Linked DNA regions of Mus musculus: regions 2 and 3 are each linked to region 1. Evidence: chromatin contacts called from public HiChIP or PLAC-seq data. All regions are on one chromosome and are shown on one strand. The core of a region is the stretch at or near the end of the contact, and the rest is flanking DNA. Distances in the headings are between cores, read along the strand shown.

Evidence for each region. HiChIP or PLAC-seq counts read pairs in DNA pulled down with a chosen protein or histone mark.
Region 2: an H3K4me3 HiChIP or PLAC-seq map of embryonic basal ganglia shows a contact between it and region 1, with 5 times the contacts expected there. The contact joins two enhancer-like sites. A contact is called at or near these places in 2 of 15 datasets of contacts at CTCF or cohesin (the NIH/3T3 cell line and large pre-B cells), 1 of 484 Hi-C or Micro-C datasets (bone marrow-derived macrophages), 8 of 115 datasets of contacts at active chromatin or transcription factors (the 230-238 cell line, embryonic basal ganglia, embryonic forebrain and 4 more) and 3 of 9 other capture datasets (adipose tissue, embryonic stem cells and pancreatic islet).
Region 3: a contact with region 1 is called in an H3K27ac HiChIP or PLAC-seq map of large pre-B cells, with 4 times the contacts expected there. The contact joins two enhancer-like sites. A contact is called at or near these places in 2 of 115 datasets of contacts at active chromatin or transcription factors (large pre-B cells and pancreatic cancer cells) and 1 of 9 other capture datasets (embryonic stem cells).

The regions. Positions count from the first base shown.
Region 1 is chr15:84,269,311-84,273,451 of GRCm38.p6, reverse strand. It overlaps Parvb (parvin, beta), which reads right to left. Exons shown (of 13, transcript NM_133167.3): 2 at 2,132-2,221. Among named protein-coding and RNA genes, the nearest start is that of Gm33723, 31 kb to the right of the region's middle. Within about 2 kb of position 2,766, at least 13 of the 459 cell types and tissues checked have an H3K27ac peak or open chromatin away from gene starts, as enhancers often do.
Region 2 is chr15:84,569,043-84,573,040 of GRCm38.p6, reverse strand. The region is part of intron 1 of Gm34095 (a long non-coding RNA gene); the gene reads left to right. Among named protein-coding and RNA genes, the nearest start is that of Gm34095, 5.6 kb to the left of the region's middle. Within about 2 kb of position 1,365, at least 10 of the 459 cell types and tissues checked have an H3K27ac peak or open chromatin away from gene starts, as enhancers often do.
Region 3 is chr15:84,683,789-84,688,170 of GRCm38.p6, reverse strand. Prr5 (proline rich 5 (renal)) reads right to left here. Exons shown (of 8, transcript NM_146061.4): 2 at 188-268. Among named protein-coding and RNA genes, the nearest start is that of Prr5, 5.0 kb to the right of the region's middle. Within about 2 kb of position 2,465, at least 56 of the 459 cell types and tissues checked have an H3K27ac peak or open chromatin away from gene starts, as enhancers often do.

The DNA.
Region 1 (4,141 bases), core at 1,517-4,016:
GACAGGGGTGCTAGGAGTGGAGGACTCCCTGCTCTCTCACATGAGTCAGGAAGCTGGTGGAAAAGCAGAGACCATCATGTTCTCTGTGAGAACAGCTCACACAGCTTTGTCAGCCAGACACCAAGATCAGAGATAAATCACACAGGGCAGCAGGAGGCGATGAAGCTAGACTCCAATTGCTCTAGCAGCAAGTCTAAGCCAAGATGGCATGGGTAGAAAAAAGACACAGGGTTGCACCCACAGTGTTCTCAAAAGTGCCCTGCCAGAACCAGAGGGCTGAAGAGAGCTTTGAGCAACTGAATCACACCATTCACCAATCCACAGGAGGCCGTGTGGGGCCTCGGGACACACAAGGAAACAGATGGGCAGGCAGTGTCATATACAAAACAGTATCTGCACAGAAGTACTAGAAATAGCCAAAACACACAGAGAGGTGACATTTTACCCATCTCCCCTGTGTGTTTCCCCTCCATGTCTGGTTCTAACAGACAAGAGTCCAGTGAAGTTCACAGGGAGAGCGGGACAGGAAGGTGAGGAGGGAATGAAGGCACAGGAGCCAGAACAGAAAAGACCAGTGGCCCACAGAAGCCAGGATGCCGTGGGCCCGCTGACCACAGTGGGGAACTGGGAAGTCTGGCTTCCTAGGCAAAGAGTAGCCAGGAAGCACCTGCAGAAGCTGTGAGAGGGGCATGCCCTTCTGTGGGAAAAGACATCACGGACCAGTGGTGTTGGGTACCAAGCCATCTCTGGGCCACAGGTTGGGCCACTCCTGATTCCACCCCGAGACCTTAATGGCCTTGTCATGGCAAATCGGGGTAGACAGGGATCTCCCTCTGAACCAGGATTTGGAAATAAGCAGTGTCCCAAACATGCCTTCCACATTGACTTCTTCCACATTGGCTTGCTGCCAAAACACAGAGCCAGGAAAGAGTGAGTACCCTGGCGGACAGACACCCTATCATCAACCTGCAAGGAGCCAGGGGTCTTCCCCAACCACAGTTCCCACATGGCCAGCCGCAGGCCCAGCATGGATGGATCTTTGTGGCAGCCAAGGAGATATACAGGGTGTGCCTAGTTTATTAATTTCTTTATACTTTGGGGCCTTAGGGCCCTGTATTCAACTTGACACAAGCTGAAGTTATCACAGAGAAAGGATCCTCCCTTGAGGAAATGCCTCCATGAGATCCAGCTGTAAGGCATTTTCTCAATTAGTGATCAATGGGGGAGGGCCCAGCCCACTGTGGGTGGTGGTCCTGGGTTCTATAAGAAAGCAAGCTGAGCCAGGCAGTGGTGGTGCAAGCCTTTAATCCCAGCACTCGGGAGGCAGAGTCAGGCGGATCTCTGAGTTCGAGGCCAGCCTCGTCTACAGAGTGAGTTCCAGGACAGCCAGGGCTACACAGAGAAACCCTGTCTCGAAAAAACAAAAAAGAAAAAAGAAATAACTATAAAGAAAACAAGCTGAGCAAGCTAGGGAAAGCAAGCCAGTAAGCAGCACCTCTCCATGGCCTCTGCATCAGCTCCTGCCTCCAGGTTCCTGCCCTGTGTAAGTTCTTGTCCTGACTTCCTTTGGTGATGAACAGCAATGTGGAAAGTGTAAGCTGAATAAACTCTTTCCTCCCCAACTTGCTTCTTGGTCATGATGTTTTGTTCAGGAATAGAAACCCTGACTGAGACAGGCCCACTCGTCCCAGGGAAACTGTCCTCCAGGGGAGGCTGTCCCTTAGCCTCCTCCTCTAGGGGACTACTGGGGTCCACACCCTGAGCCAATACTCATCTTTCCTCTTCTTCTAGGCCAGCTATCAGCTATCTCAAGCCAGAACCTTGTGCCTGGAGCTCCTAGAGTCATCTATCCAGTCCTCAGCTCAGTAACCAAGCCAACTCTTCCTCCGTCTCCTCCACTGTTTGCTCAGCCCTGCTTAGCCACTCCCTGGATCTGTGACGATAACCAGCCACGTTCCCAATGCTAATCATCTATACCTGGATGCCAATCAAATCTGCACTGGAAGACTGGGGCAGAAGCTGGCTTCTCCCTAGAGATCTTGGAATAAGACTCCAGTTCTCAAACACCACCCACCCATGTGGGGTGCCACACCAGGGACAGACACCGAAGGATGCCAAGTGGCCACAGTACCTAGCTGGGTGTCTTCAGGGTGAATGTCCACCAAAGCCGGGGCCATTGGAGAGTTGATGGCGCTCTTGCCTTCTTCCTGTAAGTCAGTCACTGTTGAGCAAAGAGAGACCAGGTCAGTATGCAGGGAACCCAAGAGAAAAGTCCCATGTGTCGAACATGTCACTTGTTTGGCATTCCTTCATGTTGGGCAGCCCAGAGAGGCTGGGGAAAGTATTCCCAGCCCAGAACACCTGCCATTTTTCTTGACATCAAGCAGCTCTTGATGCCTCCCAATCGTGACCAGTCCGTCCACACTGTTCTTTAGAACATGTGACTGAGACATGGAAGCTTCCAGAAGCTTCTGGTTGTTTCTAATGGTTTCCAGACCTGCCTGAGGCTTCTTTGGTAGACAAGGCTTAGACCCCAGAAGATGGATGGAAGTTCCATCTCTCTCGGGCAGAGCTGTCCCGAGGGTGGGGGGACATCTAGACTCGAGGTGTAAACAGGCCCACTTGCATACATGGGTGATCAGAATTTAAAGTGTGCCATGTCCTTTGGGACAGAAGTCTGATGAAGATTCGGTGAACTCTTACATCCTGCACTTTCCTCGAATCTATTTTTAAACAGGCTAGAGTCTCAGACCTGAAGCCAGCTCAGCTGGACACATGCCTCCTCCCAGCTGGGCACAACCCTTTCAGCTCTCTGCCCTGGGAATAGTTAACCTCCCAGAGGTCATCCATCCACAGACAGCCTGGATGTCGCCTCTCGCCTCACTTTCCACCTGGACACCACAGATTCATAACAACCAGCCCTCACTTGCTGAGACTTGGGCCTGCACGGAAGTCTGCTTGGACCATGACCTGAACCCAGCAAAGGCATGGTCCACAGCCCTCCCTCTCCCCAGATTCTCTACAAACTCTGCAGGTATATACACACATGGGCTCCTGGTGATAAGTCACGAAATCTTTATTACCATCTCTGTCTCTCCTGGCCCCTGGACAGGCGCGCTTCCTCCTAAGATCTTAAATCTCTATAGAAGGTAACAGGACTGGGATCAGGGCCAGTAGGAAAAAGAACAGACTAAGGAAGCGAGCCCAGATTCCATGCTGACAGTCTATGGGCCCAGAGACTGCTAACTGCACATGAGCAGTAGGTTTATAGGCTGGGGTAGGGAGTAGTTATGGGGTTCAGTCAGTGTGTACCCCAGTCCTATGGCACCACACAGGAGCTCTTCATCTCTGCAGAAACTCTGATGGCCCTTGGTCACAGCCATGGGGGCGGGGGGGGGGGGGCAACCCAATGTGACACAAGAGCCTGTACAGATGCAGGGCTTGGCTTTTTTCTGCTTACATAAATCTCTAGCACACACACACACACACACACACACACACACACACCCCACACCTAATCTGAAGCCCTGAAACCAGAAATAATGGCTTCTATACCACTGGACTTCAGTCTCCAGACTCTAGCCCCCCAGATCCAGAGGTGACAGAGACAGGTCACCACCTGCCACTTCTTACAGCCGAGAGAGAGAGAGAGAGAGAGAGAGAGAGAGAGAGAGAGAGAGAGAGCTGTCACTTGCTGACCACACATCTTGCCTGAGGAGATCTCTCCAGGGCCAAGTGTCCCACGACTTTGTGATTTCCCAGTGGAACTTATACAGAGACAACCCCTCTAAATTCTTCCCGGAATACCAGTCACCTCAACGCTTTAGCACCTTATGTGTTGGTCACCCAGCACCCACAACAGCAGGTGATAGGGACAGTGTCATGAATACCACAAAGGCTTCGGGACAGGAGCCCCTGCCCTGCTGCCTGGGAGACCCCAAGCCAGTCCGGTTAAGCCCTCTGACCTACTGCCTCAGGTGGTGTTTCCTGTTTGTTCTCTTAGGTCTCCAGACAGGCTGAAGAACACCAGTACCCAGCTTGGAACAGGACACACAACAGGCTCTTGGCACGACTGTGGATGCAACTCTGGGGACAACCCGTCCTCTGCCTCCAAAGGACAGATGCTGACTCCTAACATCAT
Region 2 (3,998 bases), core at 116-2,615, 300 kb before region 1:
GTCGAATTCAGGCGGTCAGTCTTTGCCCCAGGCACTTTTTACTACTGAATCATCTTGGTGGTTCTGGTTTGTTTTTGAGACAGGGTCTTTTTATGTAGCCCAGGCTAGCCTCAAACTGATGTCTGTTCCACCTCAGCCTCCTGAGTGCTGGGGTGAGAGGTGTGGACCACTGTGGTTGGCTTGAATATTTCAATACAAACAAACAACATAGAATTGAATTCATTGTCCACTTAGGGAGTCCTCCCTGAACCTATCTGGCCCCTCAGGCCCTACAGAATAGGGTCCCCAGTTAAAATACCAAGAAGAGTCACGAGGGCACCAACCAGCATAACTCACAGTGGAAAAAAAACAGGCACAGAGGCCCATTAGAGGACCAGGGACATCAGAGGACTGCCACTACCACAGACTACTGAGCAGGGCCATCAGGGATATTTTAGAAAAGCCACTGTGGTGGTTTAAATGAGAAGTGAGCCCCAGGCTCATATGCTGGAACACTTAGTCCCTGTTGGTGCTGTTTGGGGAGGTTGTGGGATATTCAGAAGACGGCAATTTACTTGAGGAAGTACCTGAGTGGGGTGGGCTTTGGTGTTTTATAGCCTGGCCCCACTACCTGTTTATTGTATCTTCTGGACTGCTTACGGGCGAGCCTCATGCTCTGAGCGCCATGCCTTCCCTTCCATGATGGACTGGAACCTCTTTGGAATCCTGAGTCAAAATAATCCTTTTCTTTCTTAAAGTTGCTTGTGCCAGGGTGTCTATCACAGCAACAGGACAGAAACCAAGACACTTCTGCCTTCCATTCTTGATACCAGTGAGTGGCTCACCCTCAAAGTAGGTGAGCAAGGTAGCCCATGTCCCATGGCAAGTCATAGTCCTTTTTCCCTGAGCCACTTGGGTCTTCTGAGGCCTTCAGGTGCCAGTTTCTCTTTCCTCAGCTGTTATGCTGGCCTGCCCTAGGCCCTAGACATCTGAGCTGTGGCCTTCCCGGCTCTCAGCCCTCCTCTCATTCCTGCTGACGCCCTTTCCTCATGGTCAATGGCAAGCTTGGGCTTCCAGTATTCTTCCATTGCTCATGGCTCCCCAAGGGGCTGCTCTCAAGGTTCCCACTATTCTTGCCACTGGCACTCTACTGAGACATACTTTAAAAGGCTTGTCTATGGTTGGTTTTCATCAAAATTCACATTGGGGAGTGGTCCTCAATGGTGAGGTGTAGTTGGAGGTGGTACAATCCTTGAGGGTAGAACCTTCGTGAATGGACTCACTCCTTTCTCTCTTGCAGGAACCATGGCTCTTGGAGGACCCACAAGGGTAGGTTTTATAAAGTGTTCCTGCTCTCTGGGGCTTGCCTCAGCTGCACACGCTTGCTTGCTTGCCCATGCTCTGCTGTGAACTGAGTTAGTGTGTGGCCTGTTGCCAGTACCAGGCTCTTAGGCTGCCCAGGTTTTAGAACTGTGAGTGTCAGGGTCCCTGCAACCATCAGAGCTGGCAGAGAAACAATCCGTGCAATACAACTTAGCCAGTGTTGGCTCAAAAGTCTAGAATCTGACACCAGGCAGTTTACTTTAGACATATGTAAGCCCAGTACAACCCTGGGAAAAGAGTTTCTCAGTAACGATTTTTCTCAATCCCGTGTGAAGGCATGGCTACATAGAAACTCTGTTGCAAAGCACATGTGACCTCTTCCATAACGATGGGTTCTATAGCTTAAAGCCCTTGGATCTGGTATGGTCTTGGTCATACAGAGAGTATAGAGGTCACCAGGCTATAAAGTACATGGGTTCTATTGACTGAGAAACAAAGCTAAAGATAAAGGTCTAGGGAGGAAGGGCTTGGGGTAAATATAACAGTCTGGACAATTCAAGTGTGTCCTGACTCAACAGATGGCACAGTTTACCAGACTATTAACCACATCCACCCCAAACCTACTGGGTGGGAAACAGTAAACATCCCTTCCATTGAAGAGAGACAAGTCTTTGTGTTGAATATTCCTGGTTTTTCTAGTGTTTATCTATGAGTACAAGGAACTTGTGTCTTCTACATGTGAGATCAAACAAACAACAACAACAAACAACCTCCCCACCCAAAAAAAACCCTGTTTTGTTTTTTTTTTGTTTTTGTAAATTATCTAGTCCCAGCTGTTCAGTTATAGCAATGGAAAATGGACAGTCTCTCACAAAAAGCCACCTGTGATGTCCTCTGCCTGGTGGTCCAGGTGTCCCATAATCTGTGCAACAGTCAATGTACTCTTCTTCCTTAAAGAGTTTAGGACAGTCTCAAGTTCCTGGTCTCCTACATCTGTCTTTTTTTTTTTTTTTTTTTTTTTTTTTTTTATTGATGTGAGGAGATACCATGACCAAGGAAACGTATAAAAGACAGCGTTTAATTGGGGGGAAGGTCATTTGGACTTTCAGAGGGTTAATCTATTTCAGTCTTTGTAAGGAGCATGGCAGCAGGCAGGCAGGCATGGTGCTAGAGCAGTAGCTGAGAACTTACATCCTTCTCTGAAAATAGGAGGTAGAGAGAGACTTGGAAATGGTGTGGCTTTTGAAAACTCAAAGCCCACCCCTAGTGACACATCCTCCAAGAAGGCCACACCCCTTATTTCTTCTCAAACATTTCCACTAGCTGGGGACCAAGCATTCAGATATATGAGCCTACGAGGGTTATTTTTATTCAAACCACCACAGCATCCAATTGCTTTCATCTTCAAAATATAACCCTAAATGAGACACTCAGGCTGTAGATACAGCTCAGTGGCAGAGCCCTTCCTTCGAATGCATAAGGTCTTGAGTTTGATTGACAACAACAAAGTGGATCCTTCAAAAATAACAAATGAGGTGATTTGTTCTGCAGCACTAGCTGGTTAATGCAGCATGGGGAAGATGAGGATCCATGCTTGGGTTGTCTCCATCTCTCTTACCTACATCCCACCTCCTCATGCTCTCCTCTGTCTCAGGTTCTGCCTCAGTGATACTCAGGCTTTCTTCTAACTCATTGTCTTTTGGGCAATGTCTACTTTAAACTTTTGTCTCTGCTATTTAGTCTTTGTTCCAATGATCATCTCTCTCTCTCTCTCTCTCTCTTCTTTGTGACATTCACATCATGCACCAGGTAATGGCTATTCCTGGTGGCCAACTTGACTATATCTGTAATGAACTACAATCCAGAATTGGAGGACTCATCGGTGATCAGATCTTGAGGCTGGAAGACACAAGTTTCTGACCTGGATCTTGTCATGCAGATCTTGAGGCATGATGACCATGAAAAGCTTAGGCCCAGACAAGGTAGGACATCCTTTAATCCCGGGAGACTAAGGCAAGGAGATCTCTGAGTTCAAGGTCAGCCTGGGACAGAGCAAGTCCCAGATCTAGGTACACACCTTTAATCTGGACCACACCTTCTGCTGGAGACCTACATAAGGACATTGGAAGAAGGAAGATTCATTCTTCTTTGCCTGCTTGCACTTACTTGCCAGCACATCTGTTGAAACCTACCACTACAGAAGGCCAGCTGAAGGAAGCTACTAGCCTCGTGGGCCTGAGCAACTGCTAGATCCCTGGACTTCCCATGCACAGCTGAACATTGTTGGGGTAGTTGGACTACAGACTGTAAGTCATCACAATACATTCCCTCAATATAGAGAGACATTCTCCCACTCATCTCCCTGTCCCTCCATATCCACCCTCTGCCCTTGCAACCTCCCCTACCAGAAGAAAAAATAACACAAAAATACAAATAAAAATAAGAATACTACATTTTCAGACTGGAGAGATGGCTCAGTGGGTAAGAGCACTGACTGCTTTTCCGAAGGCCCAGAGTTCAAATCCCAGCAACCACATGGTGGCTCACAACCATCTGTAATGGGATCTGATGTCCTCTTTTGGTGCTGTCTGAAGACAGCTACAGTGTACTTACATATAATAATAAATAAATTTAAAAAAATGCTACATTTTCTTTTTTCGAGACAGGGTTTCTCTATGTAGCCCTGGCTGTCCTGG
Region 3 (4,382 bases), core at 1,216-3,715, 420 kb before region 1:
GGCCCTTCCTCTTTGACAGAATAAATATCCTCTGTAATGTACCGGGCGGCAAGGAATGTGGACATTATCTCAAGCCACTGTCCAAGTTGCACCCTGCTGACCCTAGAAGGGCGGCTCCAGGAGGGGTGGAGTGTGGGCCCTCCCTCTCCCAACCCCCTGGCAGCACAGATAGGTTTCCCAGACTCACCGGACGCCCTCGTTGAGGATGAAGAGCTCCTGGTCGGGCAGCCCCTTGCGCTGGAAGACCGCGATCACTCCGTTATGGATACTGTGAGCAAAAAGGAGAGTGGTCACCCAGAGGCACTGGGTCTCTTACATCCCTCCAGGCCTGCTTCCTCCCACCTATCCAATCCCATTCAGTCCCACTCAGCCCCTCCTGAAATCATGGGCATGCCCACACCCTGCTACGACTCCAGGTCTGGGCTTGTGACACATACTCTGGCTCACCAGAACCTGCCAGGCACACTGCAGATCCTGTAGTCCAACCTGGGCAGAACTTCCCTTCCTTCCTGCATATTCCTAATCCTCCCAGCTGGGCCAGACACTGGGGGGTGGGGGCGGGGGTCCTCTGCATCTCTTCTCTCTTTCCTTCCCTTGTGTCCAGGTCCTGACTTTGCCCCCACCCCCCAATGCTTCTAGTCCCATGGCGGAGACCCCATGAGCCACTGGGGTCCCAGCCCTCACAGCCTCTTCCCTGGGGCAGAGGAATGTTAACTGTGAAGCTGACCCTGTTCAGGCTCTGCTGATTACAACTCTGAAGCAGGAAGCTGCAAACACTTTTCTTTAAAGGGCCAGAGGGTCAGGTGTTAAAGGTCTGCGGGCTACTCAGCCTCCTGAAGCTATTTGGTTATCTGCTTCAATGCCGCAAAGTTAGAAATGTTAGTGGGACCGTATACCAATAAAACTTTATTATTTATATATCAGGTGACGGATTGGGTTTGGCCCATGGGAATTGCATGAAGTTCAAGCCCTGCATGACCTGCAGAGAGCCCCTGAGCTGAGCCCCATGGCACTCAACCCTCCTAGTGCTTATCGGGGCACTCAGGGGAAGCTGCTGCCAGCCCCAGGACATTTGCACACGCCTTTCTTCCGCATGGCTATCCCCTGCTCCTCTACTATCTACTCAGTCACTTCTTCCAGGTCACAACTCCCCTCAGCCCATACGGCCTACATCAACTCAGAGCATGCTTAGTCAGTGTGATCCCTGGACTAACCTTTCTCCACTGCTGGCTGTCCTTGGGAAGACCAGACCAGTTTGTCCTTCTCTTAAACTTGGCTCACAGTGAATACCTGAGAACTTTCCTACCATGCCAGGAAAGCCTCATCCATAGAAACAGATTGACTGGGGGTATGGGGTGCTAAGCATGCCCTGGGAGGTCGAGGACTCCATCAGGGCAGACGGTGGAGGTCCAGACTGGCCAAAGTCAGAGCAGTGCTGGTTGTAAAGGTTCTGTTTGTCCTTCTTCATTATACCTTCTGGAGAGACGCCCTGACCCTACCTCCCTGGCTCCCTGTGGTCTGGGGTGCAATGGTAGTAGTGGCCTGAAACCCCTCCTATCCAAGGCTGGGCTCTCAGGTTGTCAATGGTGTGAATCACACTGGGCGTGAAGGTGTCTACTTAATTACTCTCCCCTCCAGCACTACCCTAGGCCGCCATAGCCAAGCCAGCAGCCCCAAAGCCCCACCCACCACCACCACATAGCCACCTTACCATCTCCTAGGCTAGTCCAGGTTGAGGCTCCTCTCACCCACCCCTTGTGCCCTGCACTGACTCCAGCCTGATGGACAGCCTGAAGGGCGGGCCTGGGTTTATGCTTGCTCTAGCTTCCAGGCCCTGGTGTTCCCCTGAACTGAATGAACAGTGCCCACCTCCTAGGGGCGTTTCAGGGACGGGACACCTGGGTCACACACAACCCGTGGACCACCCATGTAGTCTCTCAGTGTTTTAAAGGCCAACACGTGGTGGGGACAGTCAGACCTCCATTGTAGAAGACACTAGGGCTTAGAGAGGAGGACAAGAGACACACCTACTCAGCAGGACCAGGACTGAAATGAGGCACTGGCTTACAGTCCCCTCATCCCATTAAAAAACAAAAACCAAAAAACGTAAAACAAGGGCTGGAGAGATGGCTCAGCAGTTAAGAGCACTGGCTGCTCTTCCGAAGGTCTTGAGTTCAATTCCCAGCAACCACATGGTGGCTCACAACCATCTGTAATGAGATCTGATGCCCTCTTCTGGTGCGTCTGAAGACAGTTACAGTGTATTCAAACATAAATAAAATAAATCTTAAAAAAAAAAAAACAATTAAAAAAGCAATCCCAAACAAACAAACAAACAAACAACCACCCAACACACACACAAATCAAAACCTGTCAGCTACTTGGAGAGAGGGAGGAGGGGACCAGAGGACCCCATGTGATCTGTCATCCTGAAACACAGAAGTGAAACCCTGCCTTTCTCAGCCACAGCCTCCAGGCCAGTGTGACAAGCCCAGTCAGGACATCTGCAGATGGTCCCCAAGAAACCACAGGAAGTGGAGGGACTTCCGGGTGAGGCCAGGGGAGGGCATCCTCAGGTGTAAAGCCCCATCCCTCTCTGGCCTCTAGCATCTACCAGAAAGTAAGGCTCTCTGTGCAGGCAGGCCAGGTTCTGGCCCTGGAGCACGAATGACCTCATTGGGTAGGCACAGGGAGAAGCAGAAGCCAAGCCCAACAGCAGCTCAGCCGGAGACAGACTGCTACCAGAGGAGGGGCTGCCTGCTCCTGAGAGAAAGGGCAGGTCCCTGAAGGCCAATCTTGGTTCTACTGAGGATGAACAATTTCACCAAGTCTTGAGATTCCTGTAGGGAGGGGTGGGAACACCATCTTTCCTAGATTCCGGCTTGGTCTGGAGTCCCCTAGAGACATCTGAGGACACAGAGATAGCCAGGAATGGGGGTTTGGGGATTGGGGGTTTGGGGTCGGCTTCCTTAATGTACCTGGAAGCTACATGACAGGAAGCCATGTCTGCACCTCAGACTTGCTTCTTAGTACTTAGGGACAAAGGTTGTTCCTTGAGATCAAGTAGGGAAGAAGAGGGGCCTGGGGTGCATATCTCACAACTGCTAAAACCACAAGTCTAACAAAAGCCAAATCTGCTCTGACATGTGTCACTCAGCCACACTGGGCTAAAGCACAGTACAGCATAGCTGTCTCTTAGGGTGGCTCTGGGGGCTCTGTGCTACCTTGTCTAGTTTCCTGAAGCACCTGAGACCCTCGGCTCCAGGTCCTTCCTTGTCTTTAAGAACAGCAAGACAGGACACTAGGTGCCAGCTCCTTCTTTGACTTGTCCCACCCTTCACAGATTCCGTGACAACACAAAGCCACCTAGTCAGGCCAGACCATCACCTCAGCTCAGCAACTGTAATATAACCGCATCTTCAAAGTCTCCTAGCCACATGAAAGCCCGCAACCACAGGCTGAGAACTAGGGCAGGGACACTTTGGGGGTCACTGTTCTGCTAACCCCAAGGGGCTGAATGTACACAGTGCCCACCTCCTGGGGGCCTTTCAGGAATGGGCCTCAGGACACCTGGGCTACACCCAACCCATGGACCACCCACTATCTGTGGTCTCTTCAGTGCTGTAACACCAGTATGTGGTGGGGACGCCAATTATAGAAGAAAACACTAAGGCTTAGAAAGGTCAAGGGTCACGTCTTCTATTCAGCAGGACCAGAACTGAAATGAGGCACTGGCCGACAGTCCTCCTGTCCCCACCCTTCAGGATACACAGGTTAGACCCTGCTCCTTTTGATTCTCCCTAGCTCTGTGGGTTTTCCAAAGTCCAACCAAACAAACTAACAAAAACAAAATCCAAACCAAGCCAAAAACAAACAAACAAACAAACAAAAAAACCTGTCAGCTACCTGGAGTGAGGGAGGGTGGAGGGGTCCAGTCTCAGACTGGGCCCTCAGGCAGCTCACAAAGGCAAGATGATTGAGGGCTGGGAACCTGAGGGTCCTAGCCTGGAAGCTTTGGCTCTGGCCTGGGTGGGATTTAGGGTGTCCTGCATCTCTCTGAACCCCAATATTCTCATGTGTGTAACACATATGCCAACCCCCACCTAAGGTTCCTGAGAGCCCTGCTGCTCCTTGTTCCTACTTGAGTGAGGGCCATCACCCCTGGACATATATCTCTAATCACAGGCCAGGAACCCAGCGGCATCCCTGGACACTGGGCTCCCTGGGAGTCCTGGTTCAGATTCCAGACAGTGCTGTCAGAGGACATCCTGGTCACCTCTTTCCTCTCACATCCTCATTCTCTTTATGGACATGGATAAGGATAGCCCACTGGGAGGAGGAAGAGGAGGGCAGGGGCACACACCTTGCTTTGCAGGGGTCCT